2 separate regions of the Oryzias latipes genome follow, and region 1 is linked to region 2. A link is a contact called in public Hi-C data. All regions are on one chromosome and are shown on one strand. Each heading gives the region's core, a stretch centred on a gene start, on an enhancer-like site or on the middle of the called end of the contact. The rest is flanking DNA. Distances are from core to core; before and after follow the strand shown. Region 1 overlaps ptk7 (inactive tyrosine-protein kinase 7). Region 2 overlaps ptk7 (inactive tyrosine-protein kinase 7).

Region 1 (6,378 bases), core at 1,639-4,138, 34 kb after region 2:
CCATGCTGCGCTGCGAAGTCGGCAATCCGACGGATGTCACGTACAGATGGCTTCACAATGGCGAGCGCCTGGAGCACGATGAGCGGCGCTTCCAGGAAGGAAGCAACCTGAAGTTCACGGCGGTGGACCGGCGGCTGGACGCCGGGAACTTCGTGTGCGTCGCCGAAAACGCAGCGACCGGAGAGACGGCCCAGTCCAGCAACGCCTCCTTCAACATCAAGTGTGAGTGTCAGACGGCTGCTGTGTTTCATAACGGCGGCGTTGGGTTTCTGGGTCAGGAAAGGCGGACAAACATCAGCGTTTCAGATGTCGGGGGGTTTGAGGTGGAGGAATGTTTCCACCTTGTTCTTCGTGGCTCCTTTCTTCTGTTGGGAACTGGATCCGTGTCCCGTCCAGCATATGTTTCTTATTTCGTCTTTTTTCTCTCAGTTGTGCAACCGCCGTCTTTCTCACACGGACGTTCAGAAAATGCTGGCGTTGTGTAACTTCTAACAACTAAAGCAAATGATGATGGAGTTTGCTGTGATCGCTTAAAGACTTTGACTTTTTCTTAGCTACTTTTCGTCTTTTCTCAAAGAAAGAGGTTTTTTTCTCCAGCGACCTTCTTGACTCTCCCTTGAGGAATGCCGGCTCTGTGCAGGATTAATAAAAACCACATTTGGGTTTCTGTTGGGCCCTCAGGTACCAGTCGTTACTTTGTCTCCCCCAAACACGGCGCTCGCATCCATACCAGCCGGCTGGAGAGCGGCTCCATCTGGAAAACGTTCTCCTCTGTGGCGAGGATAAGCCGGGAGCGGTTCCTCGTTCGGTCGCTCCTCCTCCTAGCAGACGGATGCAGAACCCGTGAAGCTCCACTTGAAACTGAATCACACGCGCTACCATCAAATCCTCCTAATCTAGGGTTAGCAGGGTTACATTTTGGTCAGGAAAAGTTAAAAAAACTCAAATAAATCTGCAGTTTTTAGGGGATTCAGTTACAGTTCAGCCGTTTTCTGGACATTCATGTCATTTTTGAGTCCTTGAGGCCAAATTCAGTTGGTTTATAACCTGAATGAAAAACTCCGATTTTTGAAACTGGCTTTAAACACGTTTAGTTTTTAGGGCAGGCGAGCAGGAGTTCCCTAAAGTCACCGTGAAGCAGCTTTAAGGCCTGTTCACACCGGGACGAATTTCGCCGGCGATTTTCGCCGACGTTTAACGCCTCGTGACTAAACAAAGGGCACCAATGAGAGTGTGCACACCGACGCGAAAAAACGCCACGCGTTAAAGCGTCAAAAAAAAAAAACGCCTCGGGTTCGTTTTTTTTTTTTCGACGCGTCGCGTCGAAATCTACTCGACCAATGAGAACGGCGCTTTTGCTCACGTGTCTGGAGCTTCTGAAGTTACAGTAAAACACAACTTGGGGGCGCTCAAACACAAAACCGCTTGCTGAGCACACATACCAGCGAAGAAGATAGACGCCAAGTAGCGTCTACACAGCCGCGAAGCAATAATGACGGACATTCTAAAACATCCCCGAACCAAGTACCAGTTGGAGCTACTGGTGCTTGAAATATTCATGTTTTCTTTGTATTATTCTGACAAGCGCGTAAATACTTGCTCTCTTCTTCTGAGTGAAAAGCGACTTTAAGAAGCGTAAAGTTGCGCAGCGCCACCTTGTGTACAGGAGTATTTCTGTTTACATTAAGCGCCATCTAATGTCAGGGAATGAAATTGCATGTTCGCTCGGCTCACCGTCAGCGAAAATCGCCTGGGTGTGAACACAAAAAACGTGGCGAATAACGCCTGGCGAATATTGGTCCCGGTGTGTACGGGCCTTTACTCAAATATCAGTGACGGACATCAAGATTTGTCTTTATTTTGAAGTCTGCTCATCACCTTTTTATTGATCCAGGTTCAAACATTTAGGAGCAAATTCTATTCTACCAACATGACCGGGTCACGAAGCTCCTACAGATGGTTCAGGCAGTTTTTGAATGATGCAGTTTTAATCTACATCATCAAAAAAGTGTTAAAAACACCACAGACAGCCTTTACATCCGAGTGGGTCTTTGAATTCACATGAAAGTGTCATCATTGACCTTATTTCTGACCGTCTTTACAGGCTTTGTGTCTATAAAACACGCGTGCTACATGTATGGCAGGTCATCAGTGTTGAGATGAAAATCACCATATTTACCCAACATATGTCAAACAACCATAGAGTGACCCCCCCCCTGCAATAATCCTGCATGTGTATTAAGTCATGTGTGTAAAAGTTTGCGTGCATCGGGGAAAATGTGGGTTGTAAGGAGGGGTGGTTCCAAATGTGATGTACATGTAATGGACTGACGTGTTCCCCCGCCCCCCACCGAAGATGGGGGCTGGGGGGGTCCATTTATCTTGCTTTCAGTGGTGGGTGGGCTAATCCTGCCAGCAGAGTTACTCTAGGGTAATTATTCCCCTTCTGTTTTCACTAGTTCTGTCCCCCACCCCCCTACCCCCGGGGCCCTTTGTGGGGTAAGACTGCACCCAGCCGGAGCGTCAGGCAGAAGTCCCACCATTGTTGGGCTGCTTCTTACTGCTGGGGGGGGGGCAAAGCACTCACTCTCAGAATGTGCTTTGGGTTCATTGGCCTCCAGTAAGGAGGGAAAATATTCAGTCCCCCCCCCACACACACACACACACACTCACACACACTACCTGAGCCTTTCTCCTCCTTTCACGTTTTAGGCTGCCAGCCCGTAATGTGACCCCCCCCCCCCCCCCCCCCCCCCCCCCCCCCCCATACCCGACTCGTCCACCACGGAAACGGTTGGGACAGATGCTGAGGAATGAGCCGTCCAAGCATCTGCCTCTGCTGCCTGTTCTGCCTCCAACATAGTAATTACGGCGGCCCCGATGACGCCGACGGCCTGATGACGGCGTTGGCCTGCCAGGCCCGCTCAAACACTTAGTCATGCATTCTTGGAGGGATTATGGGAAGCCATTTGCCATCAATGGGTTATGAAAAGAAAGGCTTCTGTATGGACAGCTGGAGGAATCCCAACTATAAATGAAGTTGTGAAGCCTCCTAGAAAGACCAGGAGGAATTAGAAAGAACCTGATATCCAGAAATCCATTCAAAAGAAGAGAGTCTGCAGCAAAAAATGCTTTATGATTATTTTATACTGTAACACTTAAACAATTTATTCATAAAACTCCACCTTTGTTTAGATTAAATGAATTTTTATAGAAGAAACCAAATTCCTGGAGTGGAATCGAACTGTGTTGATTTGGAAATGAAACGAACTTGTGGACAAATTGAGAACAAGAATAATTATAGAAATAAAGTTTAGTGTAGTTAACCTTAAGGTGCTAACACATTAACCCCTATCATAAAAAGATTTTTAGGTAAAAATAATTAAAAAAAGGATCATAAAACATGAAGTATAAGCGATTAGTTTTGCACAATTACCATATTTTTCTGGATTTCAGTTTTTTTTTCTCCATTGTATGGCCATGGGTGCGACTTATACTCAGGAGCGACTTGTATGTGGAAAAACATAAATGGGCTCATATATTTATTTTCCCACTAACTGCCGCTAGAGGGAGCTGTAGGTGTGTCTATCGTATTTGCTGCCGACAGCAACGCAGAAGAAGAAAAGCCGTCAAAAATAAATATGGAGAATCTGAACGTTTTTCTCCTTCATGATAGACCTGTGGAGGGGTCCTTCTGCTTCAGAATGATCTAATGAGCGGCTCAGATGGGGAGACGAGTGAAGGCGGAGCTTATTACTGTAGAGTCGGTTTGCGGTGATCCCTCAGAGAACCTCCAGCTTCCTGTTTTATTCATCCTGACATTTCTTCTTCTGACCTCTCGGGGATGCTGCATCTCACCCTTCCTCCTCCTCGCCGTCTCAGGTGAGGAGGAGGAGGAGGAGGAAGGGGATCATATAATTCATAGATGATCCACAGTGAGGAGATGCAGCAAACCCACAGACGGTATTGGAGCTCTGCATCCGAGGAGTGGTTGCAGAAAACGGGCTCGGTATAGAAATCCCACAGAGCTGATGCAGCCCAAACAAACAAACCCCCACTGAGTGCATGCATGAGTGCATGCGTGCATGAGTACGTGCGTACATGCGTGCATGCACTCGTTCCTGAGTGCATATTGGAACATAAATTACAACCAAGCTGAAGTCTTTGTCTAGTCGGCGTGCAGAGGGATGAGGGGAATTCCTGCTCTGAGGACACGGACCTCCTCTCTGCTCTGGTGCCTTGCTCACCAGTTGACAGTTTTCTGCACCTTTAGTACAATTTCCATTTGAAATGTCTAGTGCAGGAGGATTTTATTATTTCCCCGTGTCTCTTGGACGGCGTCCTTTCATTCACAGTGATCGGTGTTTTCTATTTCAGGGACAGCTGAGCTCTGTTCCTGCTTGGTTTCCCCTCCGTCACAGTCGATGGGCTTCACGCCGTTCATGCAGACGATTCCTCCTGACCGTTTCTGGTTGAAAGTGTTGACACACCTGAGTACAGTTTGTTGGCCTCCTCACTCGTCATGTGACGCCTGAGAAGGCTTAGCGATCGTGACTTTTTCTTGTTTTATTTTGAAAATCCTTCAAGTTGACTGCATCAGCTTTTTGTGTTGGGTGTTGTCAAACCTGCGAGTCTGATGTGTGGCCTGCTTTCATGCACCGTGTAAAGAACGCCAGTCCACTCAGTGATGTCGCAGCGAGGCGGTTAACGGTTTCCTGCTGTCCTTCTCTGCTCACGTTTCTTCTGCCTCTGCAGGGCTGGAAAGTGGCGCTCTGACTCTGAAGGAGCCTCTTTCAGAGGAGGACATCCAGAGCTCTGCACCGGTGACGCTGCGCTGTCACATCGACGGACACCCTCGGTAGGTCCCAGCGTCTGTCCAGACTGATCCTTCCAAACGACGCCTTCCCCGCTCAGCTTCCTGTCTCTGCTCTTTCCTCCTCATCTGTCTTAGACCAACGTGTCATTGGTACAAAGACGGCGTGAAGCTGACGGAGAAGACCCATCAGATCAACAACAAGGAGCGGACGCTCACCATCAAGAGCGCCAGTCCGGATGACAGCGGCCTTTACTCCTGCTGTGCCAAAAATGCAGCCGGGAGCGTCTGCAGCAATCCAAACTTCACTCTCAACATTATAGGTGTGCGCACGTTTGGGAAACGCCTCCCTCCAAATGTTTGCTCCAAACAGTCTGTTGTCCTGACATGTAACGTATACAAACACGCCGATTTTCTGAATGACGAACACTGTACGCAGGTTAAAACCACATTTCTGCTCCAATATTCCCTAATATTAGAACAAACCAGGAAAATGAAAGTGCAGAAAGATCTGACCTCTCCACTCAGAGAAATGCGGTCCTCCTGACGGCCGCCGCTCCTGCTGAGGGTCGTCTGTATTCATCAAAGCGGCGAGTGTGAGAGCGGGCGGAGTCTGCTTCCTCCCCGCAAAGCTTTTCTCGCTCCACGTTTTCTCTGCTTGAACTGACAGAAAGCCCATTAGTGGAGCGAGCAGGGGAGATGCAGTTTCAGCTGTCATTATCTGAAGAGCGCGCTTCCTCCCCCGCCATCCACGCCGCCGAAACGCCCCGCAGAGCGAGCGGGAATCTCAGTCAAGTGCTGCTCCTGATCTGATTCTCGTCGCCCTTTCTGGCTTTCGTTTGCTGGTGCTCCCAAAAGCAGGCCTCAGCCCGGGTCCCGTTGGTACAGAACCTGCCTGTGTGGTTCTGTTCTAATTGGCCCCCCGCCACAAAGACGTGCAGGCTGAGCGCCTGAACGATCTTTGACATGCGGGTTATGGTGTCACCGCGCCTCTGCTGCTCTTCTTGGAGCGCCGCTTTGGTTCCTGGGTGGGCCAGGTGTTCTGTGGGGGCACGCCCTCTTTGTCTGCACACCAGCCCTTAACCAGATCCAGTTTCTGCTCCTGGCAGCCACTCCTCTGTGAGCTGGCAGCAGGTAAAGTCTTGGCTCACCTCCGTAAGCCTGGATTACAGCTACTTCATGTTATGGAGCCTGATCCGCTCCAGTTTTCCTGCAGACTGCTCTGTTCCCAGTCTTTGCTTTGGCAGAACTTTTTATTCCTAAGGTGGTTCTAAGAGGCCCGACTCTGTTAAAACCAATGAACTTCAGGTCATTTTTGTGATTTAAAACTCCACATTTTATTCTTCATTAATCAGGAAATGGTGTTTTCCCGTTTTGTGTTTTAATCTAAAATCTGGGATTTTTTATTTTTATTAATTCAGGGCTCCAGACTAACTTTTTTCACTAGGAGCACAGTGGCCCCCCAACTGAAAATTTTAGGGGCACAACCAGAAAATTTAGGGGCGCATACCGTAAATCAACATTCTAACCAAATCTACTAATTTCCACTGTATTACTAATAAATA
Region 2 (5,882 bases), core at 2,340-4,839:
AGCTGCATGGGAAACGCTGTGATCCTTCAGGATCTGGAGCTTTGTGACCTTGCAGGATCCAGAACCCTGATCCTGTGGGATCCAGTTCGCTGTGACCCTGTTGGATCCAGAAGCCTGTGATCCTGTGGGATCCAGTTCGCTGTGACCCTGTGGGATCGGTACGCTGGGATCCGGAATGCTGGGATCCTGTGGGATTCAGAACAGTGCAATCCTGCCATATCCAGATCGCTGTGGTCTTTCAGGATCTGGAATTTTGTGACCTCGCAGGATCCAGTATCCTGATCCTGTGGGATCCAGAAGCCTGTGATCCTGTGGGATCAGGTACGCCGGGATCTGGAACACAGTGATCTTGTGGGATCCAGTTCCCTGTGATCCTGTGGGATCAGGTACGCCGGGATCTGGAACACAGTGATCTTGTGGGATCCAGTTCCCTGTGATCCTGTGGGATCAGGTACGCCGGGATCTGGAACACAGTGATCTTGTGGGATCCAGTTCCCTGTGATCCTGTGGGATCAGGTACGCCGGGATCTGGAACACAGTGATCTTGGGGGATCCAGTTCCCTGTGATCCTGTGGGATCAGGTACGCCGGGATCTGGAACACAGTGATCCTGTGGGATCCAGCCTGTAGTCTCCGTTCTGCTGTGATGTTTGGAGCTGAGACATTCCTGCAGTGTGGCCCCTAACTCCCCCTCCCCCGGTCTGCTCCCGGTGCCGTTTTGGGATGAATGCGGCGTCTGTGCGGCGGCGTCCGGGCCGGGGATGCGGGGTTTGTGTTGCTAAAAGTGTGGCCCTCTTCAGTCACGCCAGTCCTGCTCCTTCAGGAGCCCCTCCCGGCCGCAGAAACCCAAACTGTGGTCCTGAAGCGGACCGCCCCAGACGACCCTAGTGGTTCCTCTGATCTGCTGCTTTGCCGCGGGGCCAAACATTTGGCTCCAGCTGGAATTCTCCGGAGGAAAAGCGCTGATGGGATCCATCAGAGGAGCTCGTAGACCAGAAACCGTATTTTTCTGTCACGTCAGAGGAAACGTTGGTTCATCCTCACATGAACGCAGCAGCAGCTGCTGCTTAATGCAAACATCTGCACGCTTGGCGTTTCTGCATATCTGCGCGTCTGGAGGCTGTTTGGCCGCTCGACTCTTTCATTCTGAAACACGTGAAGCAAAGTTTGGAGCTGGAGATAAAAACACGGATGATGTTCAGTCAGACCGGAAGTGCCGGGATTTCATGACTCTTTGGTGGCAGATGCTTTTCCTGCAAATATGAAACACAACGTTTATCTAAATAAAATATTTACGTCTTTCTTATACGTTTTGCTTTGATGGACGCGGAATGACCAGACTCCAAGAAAGGGGAGGAGTCTAAATGCTTCCAGAACCGTGGTTTTTGGGAGGTCATGGCATCAATTCTCACATGAGGAGATGTTTCACCGCTTCAGTGGATTTCACTCTTAAAGCTCAAAATTGCATTTCGGAGGATTTCTTTATTCAAATTGTTGACTCTGAAGCAGACATTTGTGACGAATAAAGACGGTGGGCGGAGCTACAAGCCTCCTGGTGCGCCCCATTCTGATCAGACAGGTAAATCCAGGACATTTGTTTTCCTGGAATCTGGATCAGAACCGGACGGCTGGATGGCTAAAAATGTTGCTCTGCATTTTTGATGCACTGCTAATGTTAGTTTGGGGTTGTGGGGGGCTGTAAGCTAGCAGGAGGGCATGTAAACGGAGAGCTCTCAGCAACAAGAAGGGGAAGTCCCGCCCATAACTTGGAGGAGAATTTGGGATGATTTCCTGCCGCTCTGCAGAAACTGTCCTAGAAACCCACACATGGTTTTGGATTAAAACTGCATCACATAATGGAAAGACCACTGCTTTGAATTATTGTGTAATTTAAATTTTACACTTGTACTTTGTTTTTAAAAAGTTCCTATAGTTTTTAAATCTGTTGAGGTGTTTATTTTGATCTATTTATTCTTTTTTTTCTTCTTCAAATATTTAATAATCTGTTTTTTTTTTCATTGTTTCTCTTTTAACCGTATGGTTGGGAGCTTTTATTCTTTACCGAGCTTCCTGCTTTAGTCTGCGTTCCTGAACTCTTCAGCTCTTTTACTGTTGCTGTGCTGCAGCGTCCAGCCTGAAAACCAGGATGTTGTCGGCGTTCACGCACGCCGCTTGTTGGCGAATCTCGGTTCACCGCCGTTCAGGTTTCAAACGGCGATTTTGTTCTGAGCTCATCTGGATGGAAAGCTGGTTCTGGATTAGCTGAGGTCTAATGGGGGGGTGGGGGTGTATTTTCATAGACTCTTGTTTTGTTTGCAGCCAGATGTGAAGGAAAGGCGCCGAGGTCCACATGCATGCAGTTAAACCCACCGTGAGGGCTCCTCTGTTGTAGTTTAGGGGAACTCTGTCTGCTGGAAGGTTCTGGTGTTGGGTTCTGCTGGAAGGTTCTGGTGTTGGGTTCTGCTGGAAGGTTCTGGTGTTGGGTTCTGCTGGAAGGTTCTGTGCAGCAGGAACTCCAGCGGGGGGTTGTGGGACTGTGGGAGGCTTTCCCGTTGGCTCGTTCATCCGGCCGCGCTGATTCAGATTTAGGCTCCAGCCCGCTTTTCTCTGCGTGTGCAGTTCACTTACACTCAGTTAAACAGAGCGCCGCTCTCGAGGGAGGATCTTCTTGCAGCGTTTCAGAGGTTACAGACGTGGCGGCTCCTTCTCTCGTGTCTGGTCTTCTTGTCGCCGCCATCTCCTCCGTTTTCTGTCCGGCTGCCGTCCGTCAAAAAATCATCTGCTGACTTCAAAGACGTCTTGCAGCTTTTGCGACATGCGTATCAAAAAGCGTGATATTGCGATAACGATACATTTGCGATTAATCGTGCCTAATTAGCATCCATGTGGAGTATTGTGTGTAATCATAATGATCTAAATGGATGAACCTTGGTCTTTTTACAGTGGGTTATATTCCTGTGATGGTGGAATCCTCCAGTGTCCTCCCAGTATTTATCATTTATTCATCCAAAGTTTTCTGTTGGAGAATCCATTTCAGATAGATTTTTGAATCCTGTCTTACGTTCTGGCGTTCCTTTTATTTGGCGGCGTCACCGGGCCGTGCCTCATCCGTCATAACGGTTCCGAAAAAGACCTTCTGAAAACTGAAGACGGTCAGCTGTTGTGAGGAGGACTTCCTGCATCACGTCCCCCTTTTTAACCGCGGTTCCGTGTCCCTCACCTGCTGCAGGTGGGAGCCCCGCCCTCCTGTTCTTCCTGAAGATTACCTTCTTTCTACCGACAGTATGACACCCTGCTGATGTAAGCCTCTCCAGAAAATAGTAAACCCTTCCAAGAGCGTTTCCCCTGCAGGGCAGGTGTGAGGCCCGGCGAGGGGAGCGCTCCTGCAGAACCGCCGCTCGGGCCCGTTCCCACGTCTCTGCAAAAGCACGAGCGCCGCTGCATTTCAATGCGTTTGACTGGAACGTGCAGGAATGCCTCGCTTGGCTTTGGCCCATTTGGGAAGCAACGTGGAATAAAGGAGCAGGGGCAGAGAAAGGCGTCTGGCGTGCCGTTGCATAATCCCAGCAGCCATTAACTCTTTGTATCCCGAGGCATTCATGAATTCATCACAGCAGCATTACAACTGCAGTGACGTCTGGCAGGTCCTCAGCGGTGCGTGGAGCCTGCAGCTTCCAAGGACTGCAGATCCGTTTCATTTGGTGGTTTACTCTGAAAGGGAGCGGCTGGCTTCACCGCCTTCTGCCTTTTGCTGGAGTCTTGTGAATCTTTCACAGCTTCCTGGTTCCTTTGAAAATGTGATCATGCGTTGTGGCTGTCGAACAAGCGCAGCAGTTCTGCTTTGCAGCACATTTGTCCTCTCGGCTGTCAAAGCAGAGGAAGATGTAACCTCGATTCCTCTGTTCCTGACACTTCTACAGAGCGTCACGGAGGAGTCCAGACAGCCGCAAACACCACGACGAATTTCTCCCCACAAAACAAACAGAACTGAACTTTTTGGGGGTTTTTTCTTTTGTTTGTTTTTTAATCATACATTTTTATGTCAGGATTGGGTAGAGCTGCAGATAATATTAGTATTGAATCTGCTAGTTAAGGTAATGTTGATTATTTTTCTGAATATTTCCATTAAAAAGCCATAAATGTTTTATTTTCACAAAACCAGAGATCTAAAAAAAGTGGGACATTTTGAAGGAAATTATGATTGTTTTTAACTCTGAATACCGTAAAAAGCTCTGTCAAAAACTCCCTATAGGAAAATCAATTCATGGATTAATTATTCTGGATTTAATGACCAATTACAGGTTTTTATTGCCATATTTTTTTTCAATTTTTTTCTTTTTCATAGTTTTGCCAGGGGTGCGACTTATACTCAGGAGTGAATCATCTGGGATTTCTTTCTTCACATATTTATTATTTTCCCACCAATGACCACTAGAGGGCGCTGTAGGTGAGTTGTCATTTGCTACTGACAGCAACGCAGAAGAAGAAGAAGCGCAGTCCAAATCAAACGAGGAGAATTTTGGGACCAGCATTGAGTCGGATGGACGTCAAAAAAGAGGCAGCAGATGTGAATCCGGTTCGGTGTGAACGCAGCAGAACCAAAAGTGCGACTTGTCTGTGATATTTTTTGTCATTGTGATGCTTTGTTTGGCTCGTGTGACTTTTCTTCTGGAAAATAGTCGTTTTATTTTTTATCTTGTTGCTCATTTATAGTATTTAGAAAATGTAACGGCTGGATCCACACTCACGAAAACCAGGTAAAGAAACATTTATGAAATGATGTTAAAGAGTATAAATTCAAACGAGAGGTTAGACCCTAAACTCTCTAAAACCTCCTTTTAGAAGTTCAGCCCAGAACCGGAACCTGGAAAAAGATGAGAATCCGTTTCCGAATGATCTCCATCCCAAAGATGAGCATCCGAAGAAAGGAGCCAGTCTGGAATTGATTCAACCAAAGAAGAACTTTGGTTTATGTTCAGGTCTTCCTCAGCCGTGTGAACAGAACAAAACGTGTCTGAATCGTTAGTCTTCAGTTCTTTCCCCTCTCAATTCATCCTGATTGAAACCTCCGTGCTGACCTCTGGCCTGCCGCTCCACCACGCTGCCACGATGAGCTCCCCTGGTTGGTGTTGTGCGTCAGCAGACGGTGATTGTCGGAGCTGAAGGCTGCGGGTGTCGAACAACAAGTTTGCTTGATGCTGGTTAACAGAAACAGCCTCTCACTCCGTTTCACCTTCCTCTCCTCCGCCCCACTTTTACAACTCTACCCACAATCCTTCAGGGCCCCATCCTCCTCATGCTGTCCTCGGTCTGAACCTCCCTTTGAAGCTGAGGAGATGCTGCAGAATCCCTTCAGAGTTCTGGAGGTTTGCTCAAAGCAAACGGAAGATTTTCTCCTGCATGAAGGATACAGATGACAGAAAAGTCCCGGCCACACGCGTGTTGTTGACGTGTTCATCAAAAGAAGAGTTTTGATGCGATGGTTGGAGGAAGCATCCTGAGAACCACGCCGCTCACTCAGAAATCTTCAGAAGGAGGAGTCCTGGCGGCCTGTCCACTTTCCGGTGGTTTACGTCTGCTGCACGCTGCGTTTTCGTCAGTCTGCTCACAGCACGCCATCCGTTCTGTGCCAGAGTCCGCTTGAGTGGCGGCTCTCTGAAGTGTGCCGCAGCGCCGTTCTGTGGGTTCAACATTAGTGGTTCTGCTGGCCTCCTGACCAGAACGTATTGGAGACGCCACGGTTCAAAACCAAAGTGTTTCACCCCAATGAACCGTTGCATCTCTGCTGCACGGCCCGTCTGTTCACGCTGACGGTGTCGTTGGTACGAAGGAGCCGAAAGCTTTTCCTTCATTGTTGCCTATTTGTTAGCAAACCTTTAGTTT

What was found. Hi-C and Micro-C count contacts between places; a contact is called where the count stands out from the background.
Region 1: a Hi-C map of embryo shows a contact between it and region 2, with 2.5 times the contacts expected there. The contact joins two enhancer-like sites. A contact is called at or near these places in 4 of 5 Hi-C or Micro-C datasets (embryo and fibroblasts).

Annotation. Positions count from the first base shown.
Region 1 is chr15:29,023,698-29,030,075 of ASM223467v1, forward strand. It overlaps ptk7 (inactive tyrosine-protein kinase 7), which reads left to right. Exons shown (of 19, transcript XM_023963079.1): 2 at 1-222; 3 at 4,756-4,858; 4 at 4,952-5,136. Among protein-coding and RNA genes, the nearest start is that of srf, 17 kb to the right of the region's middle. Within about 2 kb of position 2,889, at least 4 of the 8 cell types and tissues checked have an H3K27ac peak or open chromatin away from gene starts, as enhancers often do. A contact at or near this core is called in embryo, where this site is marked.
Region 2 is chr15:28,988,767-28,994,648 of ASM223467v1, forward strand. The region is part of intron 1 of ptk7 (inactive tyrosine-protein kinase 7); the gene reads left to right. Among protein-coding and RNA genes, the nearest start is that of ptk7, 3.9 kb to the left of the region's middle. Within about 2 kb of position 3,590, at least 1 of the 8 cell types and tissues checked has an H3K27ac peak or open chromatin away from gene starts, as enhancers often do. A contact at or near this core is called in embryo, where this site is marked.